2 separate regions of the Sus scrofa genome follow, and region 1 is linked to region 2. A link is a contact called in public HiChIP or PLAC-seq data. All regions are on one chromosome and are shown on one strand. The core of a region is the stretch at or near the end of the contact, and the rest is flanking DNA. Distances in the headings are between cores, read along the strand shown. Region 1 holds the start of TMEM230 (transmembrane protein 230). Region 2 holds the start of RASSF2 (ras association domain-containing protein 2).

Evidence for each region. HiChIP or PLAC-seq counts read pairs in DNA pulled down with a chosen protein or histone mark.
Region 1: an H3K27ac HiChIP or PLAC-seq map of alveolar macrophages shows a contact between it and region 2. The contact joins the promoter of TMEM230 here to the promoter of RASSF2 in region 2. A contact is called at or near these places in 2 of 2 datasets of contacts at active chromatin or transcription factors (alveolar macrophages and skeletal muscle).

Annotation. Positions count from the first base shown.
Region 1 is chr17:14,133,629-14,138,566 of Sscrofa11.1, forward strand. TMEM230 (transmembrane protein 230) reads right to left here and starts at 2,729. Exons shown (of 4, transcript NM_001244345.1): 1 at 2,663-2,729; 2 at 1-120. The coding sequence starts at 98. PCNA (proliferating cell nuclear antigen) reads right to left here. Exons shown (of 6, transcript NM_001291925.1): 5 at 4,611-4,734; 6 at 4,118-4,523. The coding sequence ends at 4,444.
Region 2 is chr17:13,820,093-13,825,687 of Sscrofa11.1, forward strand. It overlaps RASSF2 (ras association domain-containing protein 2), which reads right to left and starts at 2,637. Exons shown (of 11, transcript XM_021077866.1): 1 at 2,472-2,637.

The sequences.
Region 1 (4,938 bases), core at 1,479-3,978, 310 kb after region 2:
TGAAGGTCAATGTAGCCATCGTCTGTACTGGAGAGCCTTGAGTATTTCACTTTACTACTGGGGATTCCAGTAGTCAGGTTGGTACGAGACGGCATCATAACACGTTGACACAGCTACACTCTGAAAACAAAGAAAAGCATTACTATCTGCAGGTGATAACAATGTTTGCTATGTGTACTGCAGTTTGGGCTGCAGTGTCATACTAACAACTGGCTATTTAGGCTTCATTGCTCTTAGAACCTGATATTCCTCTGACAAAGTGAAAAGATACTCTTACACATCTACTCTGCTGTGTCCTAGTAGAGAAAGAGTCAAGACATATGCCAAGGACCGGACCTCATGTTTACTTTGCCACCAATGTTTTTCTGCCTCCTAAATTTTTCAAAGTCACACAGAGAATAGGTGAAAGAGTGGTGACTTAAGTCCAAGTCCATCTGACATCAAAGGCCACATTTTCAACCATTCTGCTATAGTAGAGTATTGCCTGTCCCTGTCCCTGCTTCTAGAAAAAGCAAGGGGAGCATATACTTAAGGGATCCTCTTATTCGTCAAGGAGAGAGGGGAGAGGGTGGGGAATAGAATACATTCACATCAACATTTTGCCTGTTCCCTCTGATAGATAATACCCTATTAACGCAAAAGATTGGTAAGGATTCTTGTTGTAAATTGGGATAAGCTATTGACTACCAGTATGCTACCAGTGCCCTCTGATTTGCCTGCCTCTCTGTTCTATCCCAAGCACTGAAAATCATTTTCACTTTCCAGGTTACTTCTACAGCTTCATTAAAAAAAAATAAACAAACCAAAAAACAAACAAACAAAAAACCCTGAATAAATATCTGGATTTTGTTCAAAGCTGACCATAGTAATGAAATCATGATTACTATGTCACCAGTTTAAAAAATAAGACTAGGGAGTTCCCGTTGGGGCTCAGCAGATTATGAACCTGACTGGTATCCATGAAGGCAGGGTTCAATCCCTGACCTCTCTCAGTAGGTTAAGGATCTGGCATTGCTGTGAGCTGTGGTATAGGCCAGCAGGAGTAGCTCCAATTTGACCCCTAGCCTGGAAACTTCCATAGGTTACAGGTACAGCCCTGAAAAGCAAATAAAAAAAAATAAAAGACTAAAAAACACTGACATTTACCTTGAAAAACATTTGGGAGTTCTCTTGTAGTGCAGTGGGTTGTCACTGCAGTGGCTTGGGTCGATGCTGTGGCCCAGGAACTTCCAAATGCTGAAGGAGAGTCCAAAAAAAGAAAAAAAAGAAAAAAGGTAGTTTCCATTGTAGCTCAGTGGGATAAGAACCCAACACAGTGTCTGTGAGGATGCAGGTTCGATCCCTGGCCTCAATCAATGGGTTAAGGATCTGGCATTGCCACAGGCTTCGGCATAGGTTGCAGATACGGCTCTAATCCCTTGTAGGCCGGCAGCTGCAACTCCAATTCGATCCTTAGCCTGGGAACTTCCATATGCTGCAGGTGTGGCCCTAAAAAGAAAAACACATTTGTGTACTTTTCCTCTACAAAAATCACAATGTTAATGAAACAAGTAAATCTACTTTGATCATGAAGCTATTTGATTTCTAAAAGTGAAACATATCTTTAAAAAAGAAAACTATTTCAAAAAGGGCAACACTTAAAAAAAAAAAAAAAACCCATAAAACATAAAAGACCACCCTTCCTTTGGTATGACATATTGCAAACAATCGTCATTATAATAGCAGCTAACAACTACCTGGTGTTAGCTTGACAGGTGCTTTTTTAAGTGCCTTATATATACTTAATACCGGATATTAATGAGCTGGGATTTTTTTATTTTATGTTTTTTAATGAGCTGTTTTAAGTGACCTGCAGTCAACCTAAACTAGCATTATAAAGGAATTGGTGCTAAATGCTCACGTTCCTTTTTAATAATTACATGCTGTCGAAGAAATCAAGTATTGAAAAAGAAAGTATGCTAACCTATTGGCTTTTCTAAAACGGCTGGATCAAACTGCGTCAATCACTAGGTTTTTAAATGTTGAGAACCCAATTACAAGATGATCTAAATTTAATTCCATAAAACTTAAAAGTCCAGACTACCAGTATGTGGGGGTTTTGAGGGCATTTATCACGTTTGATTTGTATTAGTGTTTAAAAAAAGAAATTCACATACACTTCCATTAACTATTCATACACCTCATCAAAACATAAAGAAATGCAGGACGTGAAGGACAGGGGAGACGAATTCTCATTGGTGGCAAAGAAGCGAAAGGCAAACGTAAATAAATCAACGTTTTCCAAGTACTAGGTCAAGTTCCCAGCAAGCTTTTTTTACCAGTCCCACCGCAAGCCCAACACTTCCTCAGCACTTGAATGTAGTAGCAAGAAATGTTAAGAGCAACAGCAAAGCACTCAACACAGTGCCTGCTCGCCTCCACACACGCTACTTCCCTGCCCGCCCAGACCGAGCCAGCAAGAGACAGAACCGAGGCGAATTTAGACGGAAAACAAAAACCGGTTTTTGGAAAGAAGCCAGCCCTGCCTCAGGCGGGCGAACGCTCCACAGCAAGGACTCAGGGCTGGATGTCAGCGGGGAGCGCAGTCTCCACCACGCCGCGAGCCTCAAGCGGGCACTTCCGCTCCCTGCCAGCCGTACGCACGCCTTACCGCAGGCCTTACCGGAGCCCCGCGCCAAAAGCTCGCTCACGGTTGGCAGAAAGCGCGCCCGAAGCCTCATGGCACACTTCCCCCAACTGCCGCCCCGCCTCCGACAAGCGGGGCGCCGGAAACGGCATACGGGAAGTTGGCGTGCCAGGCGTGGCGTCACCAGGAGCGACGCCGTCTCGTTCCGGCTTCCGGCCTACGGTCGAGTGATTGGCCCGCAGAAAGCAACGAGTTGCGGAGGTGGAGCGCGCCACGTTGGGTTTCAGGAGGCGCCGCAACCTGAGCTGGCTGCTGACTACCTCCACCCGGTGGGAACCTAGGCAGTCGGGCCGCCTGGGTCACAGTCAGGCCCAGGGCTAGCCGACTACGTGTTTCTTTCGCGCCCCTCTGGCGCCGTCAGTGTCGCCCTCGGGAGGCGGAAGCCTAGCCGGCAAAGGTGCCAAAAGCCCGGAACTGTCAGCACACCGTTAAGCCCAGGGCTGGCCGCCTTCCCCCTGGGGCCGTTTCTGCCCTTCTATACCGCACCCCACTTCTTGTGTTTCTCTCTCCTCCAGGCCTTACTTGGGTAAGAGGCCAGCCCATGGGGGACATTGGCAACACATCGTTTTTTAAAATGTCAAGGTTTATTAAAGTATAACTTACATATAATAAAGTACAATTGGATTAGTTTTGACAAATGCATATAGTTTTGGAACTATCACCATAGTGCAGATAAAAATATTTCCATCACTCCAAAAACATTTATCTGGGCCCTTTGCAGCCAATCTCCTTCCCTATGCCCCAGACAAACTGCAGAGGGCACAGGAAGTTTGAGGATCCAGAAACTAGAACTCAGCGCAGATATAACAAAAACCAGTCATATAATACGCCAAACCACAAAATACACTAGAAAAAGAACAATAAAGCAATTCTCATTATGCAGCATGCCAATTTGTGACCTTGTAGCACAATTACTGCCAGGCCTTCTCACTTTCTTGGTTGAATTCAACACCTATGGAATTTAAGCCATCTTCATCCTTTAAAAGGAGTTAAGTCCTCCAAAAGGAGGCTTACACTAGAGAAATTATTTTTGCACAAACACACTCCTTGGGCCCTATCACACATCTACAAAAACTTCCAATACTCCTGTACAAGGCGCCCTAGGCTAAAGAAACACACTGCTCTATAACAATGCTAGTCTTACAAAGCCCATAGAACTTTTTAGGTACATTAAGCTTCTGTAAAGTGTTAGTAACAAAAATGACAACAAAATATATAAGATTTGTTCTACTCTCCCCTTTGCACTTCTTGAGCTCAAGTCAAAATACCAAAATAAGATTGGCAAGTGTTTTGTCACCTACTGTATTTTAAATACTTTCTATTGCTATATCTAATTCATAACAAGCTGACTGGAAAAAAAAAAAAAAAAAACACATTTACATGAAAAAGTTGCTTGAATTGTGACTTCCCTAGGATACTTGCAACCATTGTGGTCCAAATGAAGGCACTGTCCTGGGATGCTTGAAATTCAAATGACTTTTATTTAAAGTGAAAACAATACTTAAAACTGTATTTAGAGTCAAAACCCTTTTGTTTATAAAAATCATTAATGAGTATTTCTAGGCTAACAAGACCAGATTTGACTTTGGACTTAAATTGTAGAGAATGGAGGAAAAAAAAAAAACAGGTTATTTACAGAAAACAGTATCTACATATGTACTCAGAGGTACAAAGAAGAGACTTAATTAAGTATGTGCTGGCATCACCGAAGCAGTTCTCAAAGAGCTTAGTTTAATTTTCTTGGAATTTGAGAATGTCTAAGACCCTTCTTCATCTTCGATCTTGGGAGCCAAATAGTACTTTAAATGTCCCATATCAGCAATTTTATACTCTACAACTGAAAGAAAATAGGAACATAGTTAATTACTGAGAAGTACCACATACACTACCTACAAAACAAGACTCAACAAATACATTATCTTACCAAGGGGTACATCTGCAGACATACTGAGTGTGACTGTAGGAGAGAGTGGAGTGGCTTTTGTAAAGAAGTTCAGGTACCTCAGTGCAAAAGTTAGCTGAACTGGTTCATTCATCTCTATGGTAACCTAAGGGAGAAAACAAACTTCATCAAATTGAAAAATATCAAGAAAGCTGCAACCCATCCATTTATAATTACATTTTAAAACAAAATAGGAGTTCCCTTGTGGCTCAGCGGGCGAGCACCTGTGTTTGTCACTGTGTGGCTCCAGTCACTGCTGTGGCGTGGGTCCAAGCCCTGGGCCTAGGAACTTCCACATGCCTCAGTCATG
Region 2 (5,595 bases), core at 1,387-3,886:
TATCTCCTAAATATTCCACATCTGCTCTTACACTGGTTTTTGTTTTTTGGTTTGTTTTTTTTGTTTGTTTGTTTGTTTTGCTTTTTAGGGTCACACTTGAGACACATGGAAGTTCCCAGGCTAGGGGTCAAATCAGAGCTGCAGCTGCCAGCCTACACCACAGTCACAGCCACAGCAACACCGGATCCAAGCCATATCTGCAACCTACACTACAGCTAGCAACAATGCTGGATCCTTAACCCACTGAGAAAGGCCAGGGATGGAACCCACATCCTCATGGATACTAGTCAGATTCGTTTCCACTGAGCCACAGTGAGAACTCTGCTCTTCCATCTTCTGAAGGAGGAGCAAGACTCACCTTTCAGCCTACTCTGCGCAGGGAATCATGAACTGAACCAGCACAGACTCCCATTTGCCTGAGCAGACTGCATGCTCTTTCATCTCCTTTTCCCAGGGCAAAAACTAGCTTCTTTCAAGCTACCCTACCTCTCCAAGCTCAGCCATCATTTGAGGCCCTCTTGTACAACCCCCCCACTCCCACCCCACTGAACTGTCACAGCTGCCAGGCATCAGGCTGGCCTATTCAAATGAGAAAGCACAGCTGGTGCCCACAGTCATGGCCCCACTCCAGGGTCTCTTGATTCCAAACCGGCACCTCTCAGACTGACACTGCATTTGGACACAAGTTTTTGCTTTAGTTTTTTTTTTAAAAAGGGCTCTCCTCAAAGGACACAATATAGCTTAGCTATGATAATTCCTCAGACCACCTGCAGAAAAAGTTCCAAGTAAAGTAAATGTGAATTTAGGAGTAAAATAAATCCAACCCTGGATTCCTCAATCAGCTGTTCTGGAAAAAAGGCCCAGGCTCTGTCCCACAGCTGTTTAAAAGAATCATTGTTTCTAATTCTTTCCTCCCATTGTACTAAGATCAACTGTGACAGGAATTGTTATTTGTCAGTTCATTGGCTCATTCATTCATTCATTACATGTAAAGTACTTACTATACACCTATCCAGCTGTAGAAACGGCCTCTGTTCTCTGGGAGTATAAGTTCTAGGGACCCAGATTCCGCCCACCTGGGAATAAAGTGCATTGCAGCGTTCAGAAGCCTGGCGCTCAGCTCCTGCCACCGAGGGGCAAAGGTGCGGTGAACAACCCAGGGCCCACAAAGAGCCCCAGGAAGATTGAACCCACCCTCTGTCTCCCCGGTCAGACCACCACGCCTCTCTGCTGTCCCCAGGGCTCTGCCAGCTTAGGAGTTGAGTACAACGCAGGCGCTCAAAATGCAGAAGTGGCCCGGTCGGCCCAAAGCAATTGCCTCTCGGGTGAGAGAAGACGCAGAGGTTCCCAACGACCTCGGATATCAACTCTGGAGGCGGCCCGGGAGCCGGCAAAGAGGAAGTGCCACGAGGACCCAGGGCCCCTAGGCGTCTAGCGCCCTGCTCTAGGCTGGAACCCTCCAGCGAAACGTGCCTTGAACGGGTTAGAAGGAGACAAGATTGGGGTCGGACACCCTCCAGGGCTGTCGGGGCCTGCCATCCTGGCACCTGCCACCCAGCACCTTTTCTCCAGGGTTTCCTAGGGACCTCGGGGATGGGGCGGGAGTGCCTTCCTGACGTCGCCCTTGGCCCGGAGAGAAGGATGGACCCCCAAAGGTCGGAGGGGGAGGCGAGCCCGGAGCCACAACTTTCTCCGGCGAAAGGAGGGCGGGCTGGTGCTCCGCGCCCTCGCTGCCCCTGGGGAGTCCGCACGCCCGGGAACCCCCAGCCTCTGGTGAAGGAGGGAGGAGAATAGCGGCAGACCAGGACTGAGGGGCTGACTTGGACGGGACAGGGGACACCGCGGGAAAACTTTCGGCGAGGCGGAAGAGGGACAGAGGAGAGAGGGCCGCCCAGTGCACCACACCTCGCGCCCCGCAACTCGCCCCCGGAGCCTCGCTCCCCGCGCCCAGCGCCCGGAACCTTGCCTGCGTCCCGAGCCGGCTGCATCTCGCGCGCGCTGCGGGGACCGTGGAGTTGGAAAGTGGGAGTGCTTCGGCCGGGTTTGGGGGGCTGCTCGGCCAGCGGTCGGCGAGCCCGGCTCACTTCCAGCGGGGCTGAGAGAGCTGCAGCCGCGCAACTGGGGGTCGGGCGCCCCGCCCCCTTAGCACCACCACCCCCAGCCCCTCCTCGCTCGCCCGCCCCTCTGCCTTTATCTGCCCCTTTCGGGTCAGACCGCCCTCCCTCCCCGCCTTTCTCTAGCTCTTCTCTACCCCCACCCCACAGCCCTCGCCTTTCTTCTTCCCCCTCCACTCCCGCCCTCCTTCCCTCCCCCCCCGGGGGGGCGGGGCTTCTCCCCTCCCTCCCAGACAAAGCTGTGGCTGCGCGTCCCCTCCTTCCCCGCCCGCGAGTCGGGGCTCCGGCTGCCAGCGCCTCTTCCGGCTTTGGGTGGCGGGGTAGAAGTGAGGGGGTGGGGAAGATGAGCTAGCTCACCTCTCCCCATTCTCTGCGGCCCCTCTCCGAAAGGGACGAGGTCTTGGCCCGACGCGCCGGGCGGTGACAGCCACTTCCAGAGTACAGTCACGCTGCCCTGAGAAGGCCACTCGAGCGTCGTGGATTCTTCAAGCGGAGGATGTGGGGTTTTTTTTTTTTCCTAACACCTGCTTGTTCCAAAAAGGGTTTGAGCTGAGCAAGGCGGAGGAAGTGGGTTTTTTTCTAACACCTGCTTATTCCAAAAAGGGTTTGAGCTGAGCAAGGCCCCTTGGACTTCGCAGGGTGGCAGACGTGACAGCAATGTGAAGGAGGGCAAGTTTCTTTGTCCTCTTCTCACCTCCCCCTCTTAGCCATCCCTAGACCTCCAGGGGCTCTCAGTGCACAGGAAGCCCTGGAGCACCCTAAATGCGGGGAGCCTTAGCTGTTCCCCTGCTCTGATCGCAATTCCCACTCCCCGCCCCCCAACACACACACTCCAGCCCTCCAGAGTTGGTCCCCAGGCTTTTTGGGGTGAATGGGGGACTAAGGGTTAATGGGTAGACAACCCTCAGGGTACAGCTGGGTCAGCTCATCCCTCCTGGAAGCCAAACGTTCTTTATAAATTCATTGTTTGGATCTTGGAATGTGTCTCCCTTAGAAACAATGTTGTAAATGGTGATGTGCTTCCCAGGCTGGCCACAAAAGTCTTTTGAACCCGAAATGCAGCTGAAGATTTGTGCTGAAAACTGTGTCAGCCATCCTGGAACAAGGAGACCACTGATCAGTCTTTTCTACAGGAAAAAAAAAAAAAAAAAAAAATTTTTTTTTCCTTGAGCTGTATAAACACAAAGTTCAATCATTAATTTCCCCTCTCCCACCCCACACTTTGGAATTACTACTCTGTATTAATTAAGCTTCTTTGCTTTGCAGGTAATAGGAACACTCTAAGGGGAATGTATTATGAGGACATGAGAATTTCCCTATAACTTCAGGGTCAGAACTGCAGGGAGAGCTCGGTAAGAGGCAAATCCAGAAACTGGGGGACTTCCAATAACCCAGAAAGCTGAGAATCCAACTCTTCTCTTTTATCACAGATTGACCTTCCCTGCACCCCAGACAAATGACAAAGGGTGGCCATCACTTCATCATTGGGGCTTAGAAATTAAGAAATTTCTTCTTGTTGAAGAAAGCAAACTCGTGGAACTAGAATCTCTTAGTCTCTACTCTAGTCTCCCAGGAAAGCAGCTCATTGGCTCATGTTGGGTCAGGTGACCATCCTATGACCAATCAACTGGGGCCACAGGTGGGCTTACATTGTCCAAATTAGACTGCAGGGAGCCCTGACCTGTTTTTTAAAATACAGATCCAGCGTTGCTGTGTCTGTGGCATAGGCTGGAGGCTGCAGCTCCGATTCTACCTCTAGCCTGGGAACTTCCATATGCCGGGGACCTGGGCCTAAAAAGAAAAAAAGAAAAAAGAGTCCAGTCCTCTCAGAGTTCCTGCTATTGCACAATGGGATCAGCAAAGTGTTGGGAGCGCTGGGATGCAGGTTCAATCCCTGGCCCAGCACAGTGGGTTTAAGGATCCGGCTTTGCTGCAGCTGCTGCATAGATCTTAATTTCACTCGGATCTGATCCTTGGCCCGGGAATTCCATATGCCCTGGAGCAGCCAAAGGAAAAAAAAAATTCCATTCCTTTCCTCTTAAATTTTTTCATCTTGGCAAATGAATTGATTGATTTGTTTGAGACATCAGAAAACATCTTACTTTTCATCAGTTTCCCCATACAGAAAGCACAGGAGAGAAAGGAATAGGCCTTTATCCTTCAAGGCAGTATAGGGACAATATTTCTGTAACAGGGGTATTATTTTGCAAATATTAAACTGATCTATTTAAGCCCAGCCTTAAACCATGTTTTCTTGCAGACTCCACCCTGAGGGACTGGGAAGCAGATGGCCCCAGGGAAGCAGAAGAAAAGTGTCCCTACAACTATCCTCCAGTAGAAATACAATGCGTGCCACAAGTACAATTTAAAACTTTCTAGCCACATTAAAAATAGTAAAAAGAAATAAGTGAAATTAATATTTTATTTAACCCAACAGAGGCAAAATATTACCATTTCAATGTGTTAATAGTATAAATTATTCACTAATAATTTTGCATTCTATTTTTGTACTAAGGCTGAAATCGGGTGTGTATTTACACTTCAGAACATCTCAATTTGGACATTACATTTTCGTCAAAAATACTTGATATGGGAGTTCCCGTAGTGGCGCAGTGGTTAACGAATCCGACTAGGAACCATGAGGTTGCGGGTTCGATCCCTGCCCTTGCTCAGTGGGTTAATGATCCAGCGTTGCCGTGAGCTGTGGTGTAGGTTGCAGACGCGGCTCGGATCCCGCGTTGCTGTGGCTCTGGCGTAGGCCGGTGGCTACAGCTCCGATTCAACCCCTAGCCTGGGAACCTCCATATGCCGCGGGAGCGGCCCAAGAAATAGCAACAACAACAACAACAAAAAAGACAAAAGACAAAAAAAAAAAAACAAAAAAAACTTGATATGTACGTAGGTTTAAAAAATTTTTCACTTGAAAAATTATATTCACATGCCCACATTTTTTCAACATATTAAAGTTTCTCAATAACTGGAGTATCAATTTTTAAATTTAAATTTTAATTTTAATTAGGGCTACATAAACTTAATATTCAGTTCCACTAGTCACATTTCAACTGCATAATAGTAACATGTGGCTAGTAGCTACTATATTGGGACAACACAGGTTTGGAGAGCAAGGAGGTTACTGATGAGCTTGAAGCCTCAAAGCCTACTTCCCTTTTCTCTTTAGCAAAGCAGTGACAGAAATATCAAGCATGGTCAGAGAAAATGATTTTCCAGTTTCCTTATGGCCCCCTATAACATCTCAAGAGGCAGGCTTTGCCTACCTAGATCGGGTTCTGCTTTACGCCTGGGAAGAAGCAAGCGATGCAGAGAGACGGGGAGGCCAAAAGCCGCCTCTTCGGTTCGCAGTGCATTCTGGGAGAAGGGAAGAAGACAGAAGGAAATGCGGCACCTTTCTTTTGTGACTTCATCCAGAGTGATAAGCTATGTTGATGGGTTGAGGGGAGTTCTGGGGGTAGAAGAGAGAAGA